3 separate regions of the Zea mays genome follow, and all the other regions are linked to region 2. The links are chromatin contacts, called in public Hi-C maps. All regions are on one chromosome and are shown on one strand. The core of a region is the stretch at or near the end of the contact, and the rest is flanking DNA. Distances in the headings are between cores, read along the strand shown. Region 1 holds the start of LOC103650758 (protein JINGUBANG). Region 2 holds the start of LOC103650756 (crossover junction endonuclease MUS81). Region 3 holds the start of LOC100285224 (heterogeneous nuclear ribonucleoprotein 27C).

The links. Hi-C and Micro-C count contacts between places; a contact is called where the count stands out from the background.
Region 1: a contact with region 2 is called in a Hi-C map of leaf, with 2.2 times the contacts expected there. The contact joins the promoter of LOC103650758 here to the promoter of LOC103650756 in region 2. A contact is called at or near these places in 5 of 25 Hi-C or Micro-C datasets (bundle sheath, ear, endosperm and 2 more).
Region 3: a Hi-C map of leaf shows a contact between it and region 2, with 5 times the contacts expected there. The contact joins the promoter of LOC100285224 here to the promoter of LOC103650756 in region 2. A contact is called at or near these places in 10 of 25 Hi-C or Micro-C datasets (bundle sheath, ear, endosperm and 3 more) and 1 of 3 datasets of contacts at active chromatin or transcription factors (leaf).

Annotation. Positions count from the first base shown.
Region 1 is chr3:153,329,037-153,331,736 of Zm-B73-REFERENCE-NAM-5.0, reverse strand. LOC103650758 (protein JINGUBANG) reads left to right here and starts at 1,402. Exons shown (of 1, transcript XM_008676329.4): 1 at 1,402-2,700. The coding sequence starts at 1,597.
Region 2 is chr3:153,168,333-153,171,032 of Zm-B73-REFERENCE-NAM-5.0, reverse strand. It overlaps LOC103650756 (crossover junction endonuclease MUS81), which reads left to right and starts at 1,384. Exons shown (of 11, transcript XM_008676327.3): 1 at 1,384-1,782; 2 at 2,212-2,285; 3 at 2,410-2,475; 4 at 2,551-2,639. The coding sequence starts at 1,571. LOC103650755 (serine/threonine-protein kinase TIO) reads right to left here and starts at 1,433. Exons shown (of 23, transcript XM_008676326.4): 1 at 1,081-1,433; 2 at 833-946; 3 at 632-706; 4 at 333-425; 5 at 160-234; 6 at 1-67. The coding sequence starts at 922.
Region 3 is chr3:153,421,836-153,424,535 of Zm-B73-REFERENCE-NAM-5.0, reverse strand. LOC100285224 (heterogeneous nuclear ribonucleoprotein 27C) reads right to left here and starts at 1,414. Exons shown (of 14, transcript NM_001291626.1): 1 at 1,249-1,414; 2 at 210-413; 3 at 30-119. The coding sequence starts at 227.

The DNA of each region.
Region 1 (2,700 bases), core at 153-2,652, 160 kb before region 2:
AGACATTTAGCTCACTACGCTGCTCACCAAACCTTCTTTCATCTAAAGGTTTGGTGAAGATATCGGCTAGCTGGTGATCGGTGCTAACATGGCAAATATCGATATCTTTCCTTTGTTGGTGGTCTCTTAGAAAGTGATGCCGGATGTCTATGTGCTTAGTGCGGCTGTGTTCAACGGGATTATCCGCCAAGAGGATTGCACTCTCATTATCATATAGGAGTGGGACTTTGCTCAGATTGTAGCCAAAGCACCGAATGGTTTACCTCAACCAAACTACTTACGTGCAACAGTGGCCTGCGGCAACATACTAGGTCTAGACGGTCAATAGGGCAACAAAATTTTGTTTCTTAGAGCTCCACGGCACCAGAGACCTTCCCAAAAACTGACAAGTCATCGATGTGCTCTTCCTATCAAGCTCGCGCGAAGCTGGGTAACCGGATAGGGACGTTTCCACCGTACGAGCGGATGCAGGTAATTGGCGTCCAAATGGCTTGTTTTACATCCACTCGTGCAACACACGTCTTTCAGGTGTAGGCAACCAAACATACACTTAGACGAAATCAACGCATCTAGGGGTTCAGAACGAAGCAATACTGGCAACTAATCTATGGAATAGTGCTGGTCGGCTAGCTGACGCTAATAACGTTTGTGCGTCAAATCATCCATGGCTTTCCGTCTGATTTTTTTTGCAGCTATCTTTCTGTATACACGTTCTCGACTTCTCATGCACGCGCGAGCCATGCTCATATAAATCACGTGTCGATCGAACACCCTACTGCCGCCGTCTGTATATACTTACAATGTTTGGGGAACTTTTTCGACCTAACGCATGCATTAGCGTAAAGAGAGCGCGTCCGTACCCCAATTGTTTTCCGGCACCGGCCTCGATCGCGTGCGTCGTCAAAGCTAGCCGCTCTTCTGCGAAGCCAGCGGCCGGGGCTGTCAACGCACTGCGACCGTGGCCGCAGTAGAGCTGCATGCTGTTCAGTAGACAATGCAAAACGCACTAGGAATTAGGGCTAGTCTTGAAGGGAACTCCATCAGTCGGACAGAGCTAGAGCATAAAATTAGCTTGCGTGTGGTGTGAGCACCTCACCTGTAACCCTTAAATCTGTGAATCCGGCCCAAAAATAGCCACGCAGAAATGCTCTGGATCCAACCTAAACTCTCTGCTTTCTGCATGGACAGACGAAGTCGTGTGCCGTGGTGCTCTGCTCTGCTGCATGATGATGGATCGTTCGGGCAGGAAAAGAAAAGACAGTTAAAAAGGAGGCAACTGGCAGCAAAGCAGCTAACCTCGCCCCAACCCAGCTAGTAGTAGCCGTTGAACCGCCTCTCCGGTCCGTCGCCGGCCCCACCCCAACCCGCTTTTAATAACAGCATTCCACTGCTTGTCTGGTCGTCGTCCTGTGGTTATACTTTTAAAACGGCCCGCGTCCGGCGCCCCGCGCCCCCGCTCCCTCTTGTCTGTCTGCGAACCAACCAACGAACGCCAAAGCCAGCGCCGCGGCGTAGCCACCACCCTCTACTATTATAGCCAACGTCTCTGCGCGTGCGGTGCCGGAGCGGCGGAACCTCCCCCCATCCTACCTCACCATGATGGCAATGCCGGACGCGGACCGCAACGCCATGTCGGCGCCGCTGCTCCCGCGGCCCGCGTGCCTGACGGCGTCCTTCTCCTCCTCCTCCTCCTCCTCCTCCTCCTTCGCCTCCTTCTCCTCCTCCAACTCCTCCGACCCCTCACCCCCGTCCGCCTTCCCGCCGGCGGGGCCGTGCAAGGCGTTGGCGGTGCTGCGGGACCACGCGGGCTCCGTCTCCAGCCTCTCCCTCTGCGGGGAGTTCCTGCTCAGCGCGTCCACGGCCGGCGACGTCGTGGCGTGGCAGCAGCCCGACCTCCGGCGCTTCGCGCGCTTCGGCCACGGCGAGAGCGGCGGCTCCGTCAAGGCGCTGGCGGCCGCGGGCGGCCGCGTCTTCTCCGCGCACCAGGACGGCCGCGTCCGCGTCTGGCGCGTCTCCCGCGGCCGCCGCTCCGAGAACGCCTTCAAGCTCGTCGCCGCGCTGCCCACCGCCAGGGACTACCTGGGCCGGGTGTTCCGCCAGGACAGCTACGTGCAGACCACCGCCACCACGGCGGCGCGCCGCGCCCACCACCGCCGCCTCTGGATCGAGCACGCCGACAGCATCTCCTGCCTCGCCGTCGCCGTGCACGACGCCGCGCTCCTCTACTCGGGCTCCTGGGACCGCACGCTCAAGGTCTGGCGCGTCGCCGACCTCAGGTGCCTCGAGTCCATCCGCGCCCACGACGACGCCGTCAACGCCGTCGCCGCAGACGCCGGCATCGTCTACTCCGCCTCCGCCGACGGCCGCGTCAAGGCCTGGGAGAAGGGGAAGGCGTCGCATTTCCTCCAGGGCGTCCTCGTCGCCCGCGACGGCGTCTCGTGGAACGCGCTCGCCGTCGCCGCCGACGACCGCCGGCTCTACGCCGCGGGCTCCGACGGCCACGTCGCCGCCTGGGACCGCCTCGGCGGCAGGACCGCCGCGCGCTGGACCCTCGCGTGCGACGTCAGGGCGCACGACGCCGCCGTGCTGTGCCTCTGCGTCGCCAGGGACCTGCTCTGCACCGGCTCCGCCGACAAGACCATCGGCCTGTGGCGCCGTCAGAGCGCCGGCGAGCTGGCCAAGGTGGGCGTCGTCAGAGGC
Region 2 (2,700 bases), core at 135-2,634:
GGATGTTCTGAGGTTTCATATCCCGGTGAATAATTCTATTGGAATGCAAGTAATACAATGCTTTCACCTGAAATGAAATATGTTGAAACCATGAAGGGAAGACGGACGGCCAAAACAACTGGCCTGCTATTGTGCAGGGTGCCAGAGCGATGTGCATACCAGCTGCTTAGCAATTGCCTGAACTTGTTCTTCTGGAAGGCATTTATCATCCTCGAGCACCTCAAACAGTTCTCCCTGAGACAAGCATTTTCATTAGAGTTAGCCAGCTGCAAACAATTGAAACCAGTCAAAGATGAGAAAGGACAAGGTAATCAAACTGAGTTCTTGTGTACCTGAGCAAACTCTGTGACAACACAAAACTCCTGAGGGGTTTCAAAGGCATCGATCATTTCAATTATGTTCTCATGTTTGAGTTTCCTTAGGATCTACAGAATTGTGTATGACATCAAGAAGTGAAATGGTATAATGAGATAAGGAGCGCCATTGCCTAATAATGCTAATTTGACAAGCACAACCGAATCGTAGCGGACACCACATCAGAATTATAATTTTTGTAGCCACTCCCAATTCTTTGTTTAATAACAACAAAATACCCAAACCCGAAGTACATGTAGAAATAGAAATGGTTTACCTCAATCTCCTGCCTAAGGTTGTGGATATCCTTATCGGTCTTCCCGTGCTTAAGAATGAACTTCATGGCGACCGTCTGAAACAGAAGCAAAACAGGAGAAAACAAACTCTATGAAGTCGAAACCACACAAAGGGAGTTCATCTAATCATCAGATGGGCCCAAATCCAGCGGGCCCAGGACAGAAGATGGGGAGACGCTGACCTGCCGAGTGTACTTGCGCCTGCCCTTGTAAACCTTGCCGAAGGAGCCCTCCCCGACGAGGTCGATGACATGGTAATCCTCTATCCCCATCTCGTACCCAGCAGGCGCAATAATCTTTGCAAAATCGAAGTTAGTCGGCAGAAGATGCTTGTAGATAGATCAGATCCGATTACAACTAGCCGTTAGGGTTTGGAATTTGGATGCTCGGTTTCGCACAGTAGTAAGGGGAGAAAAAACGGCGGGCGTACCTGGTGGGTGCTCGTTGCTGGCGAAAGCGGCCCGGGCACCTGGCGTTGGGCGGCGGCGGCGGTCGCCCACTCTTTTTTTTTTTTTTTTTTGAATTCTGCCCGCTCCTCAGTCGTCGCCAATCGCGGAGAGAGGGAGCTCGGCTGAGAGAGAAGAGAGAAGAGAGAAGCGAGCACGCGGCGGGGTGAACGGGGGAGAAAATTTGAACAACGGTTATTAACGAGTGGGCGAGCAGGCTTGGAGTCGAACTAAAGCCCACTAAGGATTGCCCTTCTAGATGGACAGCCCAGCCCAAGCCAGCTTGCGAAGATCACATGCATCGTGAGTCCCGACCGCAAAATTCAAATCAGTTCGAGCTTCGAACCATTTCAACGGTGACCTGTTCTTCCCCACCCGGCCACGGCTACGGCCACGGGTCACCCCTCCACCCCAAACCCTAGCACCCCCGATCCAGCAGCAGCCCCCCTCTCCGAGCTCCAAAACCTCTCAGAGATGGCGGCGCCGGCGCCGGCGTTGATGCAGCTCAAGGTGCGGATCCCGGAGAACGAGGAGGTGGCTCGCTGCCTCCACGAGAAGCGGCTGTCTATGAGGGAGCAGCCGGCCGGTTTCAAGGAGCACCTGGACCGCACGTTCGCCAAAGCCTACCGCAATGTCTGCGCCGCCAATGAGCCCATCCGGACTCTCAAGGAGTTCTCCAAAATCAAGTACTAATTCTTTCCTCCTACCTCTCCAATCCATTCTTTTTTTGTCCGTTGCTGGGGTAAATGCTACACTGAGAGAGGAGTTCGATTGAATTTTTTTTGTGCGGTTATTGTTGGTGGGAATTGGAATTGTCTTATTTTGAGCTGTAGTTGGATAGGAACCGGATCTAAAAAGCTGTGTTTTTAGTAACATTTCAGGAATTGGGATTGTTTTCATATCTTGGGCTAATATCAGAAACTTGTGTTTGCATTGCTAATCAATTCTGTAGCTTTTGTTAGCCTACAAGCCGCAATGTGCACTATGATTCTAGAGTTTTTTTTTTCATGAAAGAAATACGCAACCTACTATTTGGTAGTAATACAGTTCTGGACTTTTTGAATAATTTTGATTTACATAGCTGGATGTTTCTAATACTCTATCACTGTGTGCAGTGGTGTAGGACCATGGCTCATACGCTGTATGAAAGGCTTCTTTGCAGAGTCCAAGCAGGATTCTCCAGCGAAAGGTAATGTAGCTGGAGAGTATGGTAACGATTTTCATGCTTAACTGTCTGCTGTTTCAAAATCTTTCCTTTTCCACACCAATTATCTTTTCTGTGAAATCTGAAATGGTGTTGTTTATTCTAATAGGAAAGAAAACAAGAGTACCAAAGTGCTGTGTGACAAAGAAGAAAACTGCTGCTTCTGCTTCTCTTGGTAGCATTATGCTTGCTATAATATTCATAAAAAAAGCATTATGATTTTTATTTAATTCCAATACTTCTTTTGAAGGCAAGGGACCTCCTTCCAACTTAAATTGTCAGAATGCTCAGTTTTCTTCATCCCAAGGAACATTGGAGCTGCAACCATCTGGTAAAACGGTATGTTTGATTCTTTTTATGGATAAACCATGTGCTGCACAGTACTGTCCCTTTTACAACT
Region 3 (2,700 bases), core at 165-2,664, 250 kb before region 2:
TCAATATAAAATGTGAAATTATGGCAAACCTTCATGACGACACAATCATCTAGGGGTCCAAACTTGGCCATGTACTCTCGTAACCCTTCAGTGTCAACATCCCAGGGGATACCGAGAACCTAGGTGCATTAATTGTGCATCCTCATTATCCCTCAAGTGTGGCATTCATGTATAGAATCTTACAAAGGAAAGAAGAGTTGGTAAGTTACCACAAGCTTTGTAGCCATTGCAGCACTGGCTACAGATCAATGTTCAAAAAATTCTGTGTCTATATTCCCCTGTATCAAGGATAACTCTCAGCAATCTACTGGAGGTCCCTGAGATTAACACAAATATTGCCTGGGCCTATGATGAAGAGTGTGTGGCTTAAATTTCTTGAACACCTTGCGTCAAGTTACCAGCCTTCACTAGATCTGAAAGTTGGTATGATTTAGTAAAAGTGTCTCATGGCCACATAACCAGTCAATGGCAAGATATAAGATTCAAATAACAGCTGGATAAGCAGGATGTGTATCTGAGCTCGACAGCTGGGGACGAAACAGAAAATGAGCAATAATATAAATGCTGTTCAATGATGGTTAACTGGGTATACAATAAACGATGGCAACAAAATCATAATGCAAAGGGAGAGAACAGCGGTAATATTGATAATGTCTACGAAATATATGCTGCTCTGAAGCAGAAACATTGTATTGCCTGGCACTGGAACCTATCTCTCTATCCAGCTCCACTGAGATAATAAAGCTAGTTAATATCCAACAATAAGTCAAGTGGGTGATGGCCATACAGTGTCATGGTCCGCAGATTTTGGGCTCATGCCCAAGGCCAAATTGATCTCTCAGGACCTAAGCACATAGTTCTTACACTAAACGCAGATAGTTTTCAGAAACTATCCCCCAGGGCAAAATCCCAATTCCGGATGAGTCACCCGTGCCAACACAACCAACAACCTCTGTCATGGAAGGCTTGGCATGGAGCATGGGGGATGGAAGTGGAACTGAGACCCCAATTTTATTTTATTTTTTTAGAAAATTAGCCGCGCCAGAATCATAAACACGTTGTAGTAGCAAGGGGCGGACACAGCATAGGACACGTGTACACCCGATAAGTTTGCGAAAACTCGAAGTTAGCAGGCGCCATGTGTATACTCGCAATTGGGGCAGATCCGAATAGAGATAACTCGCATTAGGGTTTGGGGTCTTCAGTTCCGCGCAGCAGGAAGGGAAGGGGAGAGTGACAGAGGCGTACCTGGTGGACACTAATCGGCGGAAAAAACATGGAAACGGGCGGCGGCACTCGTCGCCGGCGAGGACCTCACGGAGCGAGGGAGGGGAGGCGGCGCTCGCCCAGTCGTCGCCGTGAGAACCGAAAGAGAGGCGAGACAGCAGGGAAACGAGGTCGTCAGACTCCAGGGCTGGGCAATAGCTTTGGATCCGCGCCGTTCCGCTTCAGTCGTCATCGCCGTAGATAGGCTCTTGCAGGCCCAGTCGGTCAAACGGAGGCCCATTAAAGCCAGGTCTGCTTGTTCCAGGGTGATATAGCGACATTGGAAAAAAAAAATGTTTCAGCTATTTTCTATTCTATATATATTAACCGTGGGAGCATATCTTGCTTGTGGTTGTTCCACGTCATCCTGCCTTATCTCAGCCGCAAGATTTTATTTCGACGACCACGGAAACAACTCATCACCGCGAGCCTTCTTCGTATATGGTCGGTTGTTGGACTCTATCTTCAGGAGCATTCTAGACCTTCATATAAAGAACTGTTTGGGGGAAAAGACACGGCGGCGTGCGCCTCCATCCCCACTTGCTGCTCGCTAGAGGTATTACCTACCATCTTCCACCATGCTTTCTCCATTCAGGAATTTCTGTCCGTTAGGGTTTTGTGACTATCCCATTCAGGAATTTCCATTCGTTAGGAAGGTTGATCGCTTGCACATCGACTGTCGGACGGGCGGCTCAGCACACGGCACTGTCACACCCGGCTTTAAGGAACAAAGCCAGATGCATCTCATACATGCGCCAAGAAGACAACATATATAATAACAGAGTATATAGAGATAAATGTCATAAACCATCAGAGTATTTATTACATAGCGGAAGACTTATTACAAAATAAAATAATAAAGATAAAACAAACTAAGGATCGTTGGCGCCAATGTCAACTGAGAAACGCCACCTAGATCAGATCAAACTCCTCGCCTTGTGGCTCCTCCTGAACCACCTGCTCTTCTCCTGTGGGGGTGTGAGACAGCAAGAGTGAGCTCACATACGTTCATCGCTCAACAAGTCGTGGGGAATAATGTGACATGAACTCACCAAAGGTGGGAGCTCATGGAGTGTAAGGCTTATCAAAGAGAATGGTTAAAGCTGAGCATTGCTTTTAATGTTGGTCAAACTTTTATTAGCAGTTACTAAGTGTAAGTAAATACCAAACCTTAAATAAAGTAATAGAACAAATTAATAATAAACCCATGCATATGCAAATGACAAAATTGAATTTAGGTTCCATAAATTAATCATCAGAGAGTCCTGAGCTGCTCGTGACCGTGAGCTCGGCTAGTATACCAGTTTTACACTCTGCAGAGGTTGTACCATTTACCCACAAGTCGTGTATCCCATGTCGCCAGGGTTAGCTAGGCCCTTAGACACTACCGAGGTGAATGGCTGGGGATCCACTACGAGGCCTTTACAAAGTTCC